2 separate regions of the Anas platyrhynchos genome follow, and region 2 is linked to region 1. A link is a contact called in public Hi-C data. All regions are on one chromosome and are shown on one strand. Each heading gives the region's core, a stretch centred on a gene start, on an enhancer-like site or on the middle of the called end of the contact. The rest is flanking DNA. Distances are from core to core; before and after follow the strand shown. Region 1 has its middle 16 kb from the start of CAPZA2. Region 2 overlaps TES (testin LIM domain protein).

Region 1 (3,921 bases), core at 512-3,011:
GCCAGTAGAGTTGCTGGGTGGAGACAGTTTAATTTCTTTTGAAGCAGTGATACTGATTAGCTGCAAAGGGTTCGCAGCGAGTTGCCAGAGATCCAGAAGACCTTCTGCTTTGAAACTCTGGTGTTAACTTTAAAGTATCATTATTGCTCTGATACAGATTAATGAGTTGTGGCGTAATTCTGATAAAGTTCCTCTCGTTTACTCGCTATATTTTGTCCCGTCAATTCCTATTTCAAAGCAGCTCTATTTGCTTTGACTATTCTGTTCCTATCAAAGGCATGGCACAAAGTTAACACTAAACTGATCAAACTCACTTTCTGCTTTTCATCTCTTTTCTCTCGTTATCTGCCTTCAGGGACTCTAGAGGGCCCATGGCTAAGGATGAGATTGTGACCCTCCGTACAACAGGGTACAGGATCCCGCAAGAGGCTGAGGCATTCTCCAGTCTCTATCAGTCACGCATGTGAGTTGCGCTGCCAAGCTGCTGTCCTGGCCTCCCTTCTCCTTCCCCTTTCCCTTCCCTGTTGTCCGGCCATCTCTCACGATCCATACTTTGAGATATTTGCTGCCCCTACTGCCAGTGCTTTCAGCCATCCCCTTGATGCCTCCTTGTCTGTGAGCTGACCTGTCTTGATCATATTTTCATCCCTTCTCGCTCTTTCATCTTCTTCCTTGCCTCTGTTCTTCAACAGTCAAACAAATTAGAGTCTCAACACTCAGCTCTCCATCTCCTGTCATATTACTTTAATATCTTCTTCCTGCTCCTTTTTTTATAACAATCAATAAACGGGCTGTTTTCATGGATAGGCTATTGATCACTTCTCCAGTTGTCTGGATTCTTTCTGATCTAGTGTCTGTGTTTTCCATTACATTAAAATTTCACTAGAGGCTCTGGCTATCCATTCTCAGGGAAGTCTCAGGGCCTCTCTGCTCTCCTCATCTTCCTTGATCTCTTGGCCGACTTTTGAGACTTTGATCATTTAATTGGATCTCATGCCAAGTAAAACCACAAGCACTGGTTTAATCCGAAATTAAACTTTTGTTTAGTCTAACATTAAAATATAAGGTCAATTTCAAAACAAAAAATATTTCACTTTCTCTGAAAAAAATCCAACCTTTCATACTTCTGGGCTCAAACTATTAATTGAATTCAGTCTGGACTGAACAACAATTTCGGTCCTTTTGAGTCATACTTTTGAGTAAATCAGACCAGTTAACGGGACTGTGTTACTGAGCTGAGCTGCAAATGTCTCTAATTTCTGCTGGAGCCAAGAATAGCCCTTGGTATAGATGGGTATGGCCATCAGCTATTGAGACTTGTCACATTTTTAACCTTTTCAGGAAGACAAAACATCATAAGTCAGATAATGATCAGCAGAGTTTAGGATCCAACTATTACATTTTTTTGTAACAGATGACTCTTGTGGCTGTTAGAGGCAAGACTGCAGCTATTGCAGCAGACCGTTCTGTAGACTGTAATCTACATTTGTTTGCAAAATATTAGATAAAGATCATGAAATTTATTCTGGTTTTGAGACAAACTAGAGATGGATATTTGCAGCATACTGAAAGATTGAAAACCCAATTATTACAACCACAAGAACTGAAAAGAAAAATCCATGCTGTCTTTCTGCCTGCCTGTTCTGCAGGAAGCATTTTTTCCATGCCCTTAGTCACAGTGCTCCAGAGTAGGGTTGCAATGAGCAGTTGCCAAAATTGGCTGTTTGGGGAGGTGGCGGGGTGGTACAGCAGCTTGTAGCAGTGTATTTACAGTAGAGGGAGCTGATGTTCAATGAGTGCATGCATGAGTATTCACTGCAGTATGGCTCCTTATCAGTCTGCAAGCACTACAGAAGAAATATTTCACCATTCTGGGGGGATGCTTCTGCATCCCTCACCCACTGGGTCCTGTCACAGCTGAGCTCTCCAGCAGCGTGAGTGGCCTCAGGGAGCACTTGTTTGAAAAGGTCTTCTTCTGGGGCCAAGGGACATCTTCCCATGTCAGGTGTGACATGAGGGAGACTGGACGTAGTGTGTAAGTAATATTGCAAGCACTGAGCCTCAGCACACCTCCTACCAAAGGCTGATGTTTCCACCTTTCTAAATATAACTTCCTGCTACACCGCAGACAGCATCTCCTTTGTATTCCTAGCTTTCCGGTGCTCCCTGCCCTTGGCCTGGGCTCTGTCTGACACGTCTCACAAATGAGTGCTCAAGAAATTCTTTGATTTACAGCCCTCTTTTTACAAGCCAGAGATCTCTAGTTCCCTGAAACTGGCTGGTTGAATTACACAAGTTATTCAAATATAATTAAAAGAGAGACACAGCATGTGTGAAACAACAGAATATGCATGCACTCAAAAATATGGAGAGTTATAATTCCTCTTAGTGAGTTCGTTTGGATAAAGCAGGCTAATGGGCTGAAGGACTGGGGCTGCAGCTACGTGAGCTCCTGCCCCTGGCTTTGCCATCACTCTCTTTGAAGAAAGGTGTCCTCCTGGTGAGGCAGCTTTCCTGTCTGCCACAGTTCAACTAAGGTAAGCACAAAGGAATTACTTGGGGAAGGGACACTGTTCCGAGACAAACATAAGATATATACTTTGAAAAATAAAGGACTCAGAAGATTACTGTCCCATCTGACTTGTATAACCAGAAAGATCCTCAAACAAGTTAATTATTTGCCTGGTTAACACCTATTGCCATATTTCTCAATCTGCATGTGTTTGTGGACAAAACCTCCAAGCAAGCCAAGTGCTGTAGTGCCTTGATTGTCCAGACAACTTGGATTATCTCACTGATGGCTTCCTTCAGCCATGAGCAGCAGAGTGGTCAACCTAATCACTCTATAAAGCAGTGAGAAGTTTTGAGAGTACCGAGTTCGTCCCTGGCACCACTCCTAAGAAATGTGGACAAACTGGGAAGATCTAACAAGAAGAAAGTTAACATGTTTAGAAAATACAACATATGAGTAAAAGTCAAAGAAAATCTTCTAGCTTAGAGAAGACTAAGATGGGACATTTTCAGTTAAAAGTTTTCTGTAAGTAAAATGACAGTTATTTGTTCGCTACCCAGACGGAGTTGGGGCAAACAAAAGGGGCGTGGGTCTTACTTGGCACCAAGGAAGATCTGGAAAAGTCCAGGAGGACTTTAGCAATAACAAACACATAATGAAGCCTTGAAGTCCTTGTAGCTTGGGCAGTTTTTATTTTTTTTATTTAAAGAAAACTTGCTAGACAAACATTTGGCAAGGCAGGTTAGGTGTGTTCATCATGTCTTGGTGGTGTGGGATGGACCTAATGATTTCCTGACATTTTCTCTAGCCTTATATGTCTGTTGGAGTCCTTTGAAATGTATTAATGAAGAGAAATGAAGAGAAATCTCTCTCCAGGCTTGGTAGTATTATTTATTATACTTAGTATAAATTATAATTTCCTTACAAAGGAAAGCTTGTATCTCCAAAACTGATTCTTTTTGCTCATTTTCTGGTCAGCTTTCCTCCTCGGTTCTTTATTGTAGCAGGAGAAAATTATGATTAGCTGTTTAAGCAAAGGAATACTTGATTAGAAGCATCAAAAAAGGAAACAAGGAGGCCTTTATGATGACATTTATATTAGGGACTTCTCCCAGTTGTATAGTGTTTCATAATCATGGGTAATATTGGTGTTTATTTCCTTAACCAGCCCTTTTCAGAGTGATTGATTTTTGAGCTGTACGCCATTGTCCTTGTTACTGGATAATACCTTCATGTTGGACAATGTACTGATGTTATCCCAGCTGATCACAGTGGTAGGATGGATTTGCCTCTTTAAACAGCCTCTTATCAGTTTTCCCTTGTCTTGAAATATAAATTATTGTAAACTGAGGGACATCTCCTGTATTCTCTAGCGTGGCTTTGCTCTGTGAGAAGATGCATTATGTATT
Region 2 (3,921 bases), core at 854-3,353, 270 kb after region 1:
GGTGAACAGCTCCCTTAAAGTTTATAGAGTTCATAACACACTTTTCCCTACATTTCTGATATATGAAGACATTTGACATAAGACTTGGGAACAAAATCCCAAAGAAGAAAGTATTATAGCTAAGAAATGAAAATTACACAGCAAGTTTTAGTCACTAAAAAAAATCTTTGGGAAAATGCTATTTAGTACTTTCAGTATCTTTAAATGCCCAGGTACTATGTATTTTTACAGTAGAAATGCAAGAGCCTTTGGAACACAGCAATGCTTAGTTTTGTGCGTGTCTTCTCTTATGACATCATCTTTTTCTTACATTCCACTGAGCAAAAGACCATCCCTTCCACTGGCATAAACTTCTGGCCAATTAAACACTTGCTACAACAGGAACATAAGAAACATTCCTCCGTGGCATGCCAATTGAAGTTGTTGTATGTCACACGTTGAACTTCGGGATCTATAGCATTATGACAGCCTTGGCAGATCTGTTTAGAGAAAAAGTCAAACAAACAAAAAAAATCACTTAAATGAAGCATGCACAACCTCTCTAAACTCCAACAAAAGATGGAATTCTTAGATGTTTTCAAAGAATACAGACAGGTGTCAAAAGAAGCCTTTGAAGTAAGACTTCAGCTTTTGATTTTTCCTTTATTTTTAAACCACAGTTTCTGACCAAAATGCAGTTGAGAAAAAAAAAAAACAAAACAGAATAAAGATGTACATAAGAAGTCAGCTGCTGCTGGGACTAAGCTTAAGACAGTTATGGTGGTTACAGTTTCCCAATGCCCAAAGCAGGATAACAGCTTGTCACGCCGAACACAGATCTTCATATATTAACCCATGCATTTGAAGTTACAAAATATGTTCCTGTGCATTGGCAGCTATAAAGGCGTGCCAAAGAATTAACGGATATTAGAAAGTCTTGGGTGGAATTCATCTTGAGCTCTGGTTGCCAAAGACCTTTTTCTAGATGTCAGGGTAATAGTGTTTTAAGAGAGAAAAGCCTCTCCGGAAGACAATTCCTTACACCTAGCATAGAAAAAGGTATCAGCCACCAGCTGGAGACAACAGTTTTCTTCTCTGTTAACTACTCAAACAGCCTAGATGAAGATTAGACTTAAATCCCAACTAATAGCTAGTTAACTGGTAGAGATGGATGGACCTCACCTCAGATTAGAGCTCATAACCAAGAACCGAGAACTAGCAACCTTCTGCGATTTTTTGCCTTAATGCAGTGAGTCAGTCTCCTGTGTCACTCATGGCCTTACAAATACACAGAGAAACAAAGTACTTAGATTGCAGTTGCCATAACAGGCTTTCAGCAAACCAGATGAAGTCATGACCTGCTGGTCACAATGAACTATGATTGACATGAACTAGACATTTCACAGCATTACTCATCTTCACATATTTTACTTCTCCTGTTACACAATCCTGCTTCAACACTGGTAAAATTAAAGATACTTTCTGAACCACTCCCCCACTCCTAAAGTAGCTCTAAGTCAAGTTTATGCATTCACAGAGTACCTGTCTGTTTCTTTCAAAGGGAAAAAGAGATGACCATTTTGGACCTAAACTTATATTGAATTTATACATTTCAAACACTCCCACTCTGGGAAGAAGGTAAGAGTTTCAAGCTCTTCAAGTTCCCTTCCTTCACAGCACTGTGTTGTGTCTGCAAGGATCTTACCGCAGCATGGTTCTTCACGTAGCATGGTTTACAGACTGGCTTGTCATTCACCATTACATAGATTTCTCCAGCCAAAACGCAGTCACAGTCAAAACAGCAGAAGTGTTTCAGATGCCAATTTTGACCTTCCGCTTGAGTATATTCATTGCTGAATATCAGCTATGAGGAAAATACACAAATGTTAATAAAGGAAATGCTATTCAAATACTTATATTAAAGCTACCCTCAGGATGTTCTGTAATTTGCAAGGAACTGATGGCTGTTCTCCCATTTCAAATGACTTCAACAAAAGTGAAAGTATGCACTTGTTTGACTGTTTTCCAAAGCCTCTGTTTCATTTATTAAAAGCTAGTAGATATCAAAGACATCAGGAAGGCTGTTCTCTGTGCATTGCTTAAGGTGTAATTTAGTGAGGTGCTCCCCCTAGTGCGCTTCCTGAGCAAACAACTGTGTAACTGGGACTTGATAAAGACTCACTCTCATGTATGTAGTATACCCATACCCTATGCAAACCCCCCCTCCAAAGCCAAAACAAACTATGGAAACTCTTGGAAGCAGTGTCCATATCAGTTACAGTTCCTTGCAATTACGATCAGCTAAAACTGATAAGAGGATGCCATACCCCTGTGCTGAAATATTTTAGTAAAGTTTGATTAGCTTTTCAGGACCACAAACTGGTGCGCTGCAACAAAGGGCTGGGATATGTCCTACCTCATCACATCCAGCACAGCGGGGTTTTTCACTGTCACAATAATGTCTTCCACAGTACAGATTGCCATTCTTCCAGAAATAGATCATGTCTACTAGAAGTTCACTGCAGGTGCAACAGACAAAACAAGCTGGGTGCCATAATTTGTCATATCCTGCACGTTCCGCGTAGACAGCTGGGTCACCTTCTTTCATGCTCAGTTTGCAGCGATAGCAGGACTGGAAAGAGGTTATTAAAAATTAAATAACTATTTGAAGAGTTATGTTTATGGAAATTCCACATTACCTAAACATTTAATCAATCCCACTTGTCCATATTGAACCTACAGTATTGATTTACTTCCACAATCGGATAGTGATGTGACATATGTCATAGCACAGCAATTGTCACATCACGATGATGCATATTATACTGACAGCACTAGTGTTACTTAGATGGATTATTACATTTTGCAATATTCACATTCTTGTGACTACTCTGAACATTTATAAATTTTAATTGCCTGTTGGATTTTTGAGCATGTGACACTCAGAGACCATAAGGGGAAGGAGCCTCCATGAAAGGTAACCAAGGAGACCTAGACTAGTATACATAGCAAAAACTACAGCCATGTACTTAGAGGTCATAAGCAAAAAGTAATCAAGCCGTATCTGCAGCACTGGTGAGGAAAGATCACAAGTGGTGTCCTGCAGGGATCAGTACTGGAGCCAGTTCTCTTTAATATCTTTATAAATGATCTGGATGAGGGGATCGAGTGCACCCTCAGTAAGCTTGCAAACACCAACTTCGGCATGACTGTTGATCTGTTCAGGGTAAGAGGGCTCTGCAGGAGGATCTGGATAGGCTGGATTGAGGGGCTAAGGCAAACTGTATGAGGTTCAGCAAGGCTAAGTGCCTGGTCCTGCACTTGCACAACCCCATGCAGCACTACAGCATGGGGGAACAGTGGCTGGAAAGCTGCCCAGTGGAAAGGGACCTGGATTTGGTCGATAGCCAGCTGAATATGGGCCAGCAGTGTGCTCAGGTGGCCAACAGCATCTTGCCTTGTATCAGGAACTGTGTGGCCAACAGGTGATTGTCCCTCTAGGCTCAGCTCTGGTGAACCTGCACCTCAAGTACTGTGCTCAGTGTTGGGCCCCTCGCTATAAGGACACTGAGGTGCTTGAGCATGTCCAAAGAAGGGCAATGAAGCTGGTGAAGCGTCTAGAGATCAAGTCTCATGAGAAATAGATGAGGGAGCTGGGGTTATTTAGTCTGGAGAAGAGGATGCTCAGGGGAGACCTTATTGCTCTCTACAATTACCATAAAGGAGGCTACAGCGAGGTGGAGAATCGGTTTCTTCTCCCAAGCATTAAGTGATAAAACAATAGGAAATGGCCTAAGTTACACTAGGGGAGGTTCAGGTTGGATATTAGGAAAAGTTTCTTCACTGGAATGGTTATGAAGGATTGCAACAGGCTGCCCAGGGAAGTAGTTGAGTCACCATCCCTGGAGGTCTGCAAAAAACATGTAGGTGTAGTGCTTAGTG

What was found. Hi-C and Micro-C count contacts between places; a contact is called where the count stands out from the background.
Region 2: a Hi-C map of subcutaneous adipose tissue shows a contact between it and region 1, with 4 times the contacts expected there. The contact joins two enhancer-like sites. A contact is called at or near these places in 6 of 8 Hi-C or Micro-C datasets (F1 follicle, F5 follicle, liver and 2 more).

What each region holds. Positions count from the first base shown.
Region 1 is chr1:26,468,485-26,472,405 of IASCAAS_PekinDuck_T2T, forward strand. No RefSeq gene overlaps it. Among named protein-coding and RNA genes, the nearest start is that of CAPZA2, 16 kb to the left of the region's middle. Within about 2 kb of position 1,762, at least 2 of the 8 cell types and tissues checked have an H3K27ac peak or open chromatin away from gene starts, as enhancers often do. A contact at or near this core is called in subcutaneous adipose tissue, where this site is marked.
Region 2 is chr1:26,742,013-26,745,933 of IASCAAS_PekinDuck_T2T, forward strand. It overlaps TES (testin LIM domain protein), which reads right to left. Exons shown (of 7, transcript XM_027457623.3): 5 at 2,396-2,611; 6 at 1,685-1,843; 7 at 1-479. The coding sequence ends at 288. Among named protein-coding and RNA genes, the nearest start is that of TES, 25 kb to the right of the region's middle. Within about 2 kb of position 2,104, at least 2 of the 8 cell types and tissues checked have an H3K27ac peak or open chromatin away from gene starts, as enhancers often do. A contact at or near this core is called in subcutaneous adipose tissue, where this site is marked.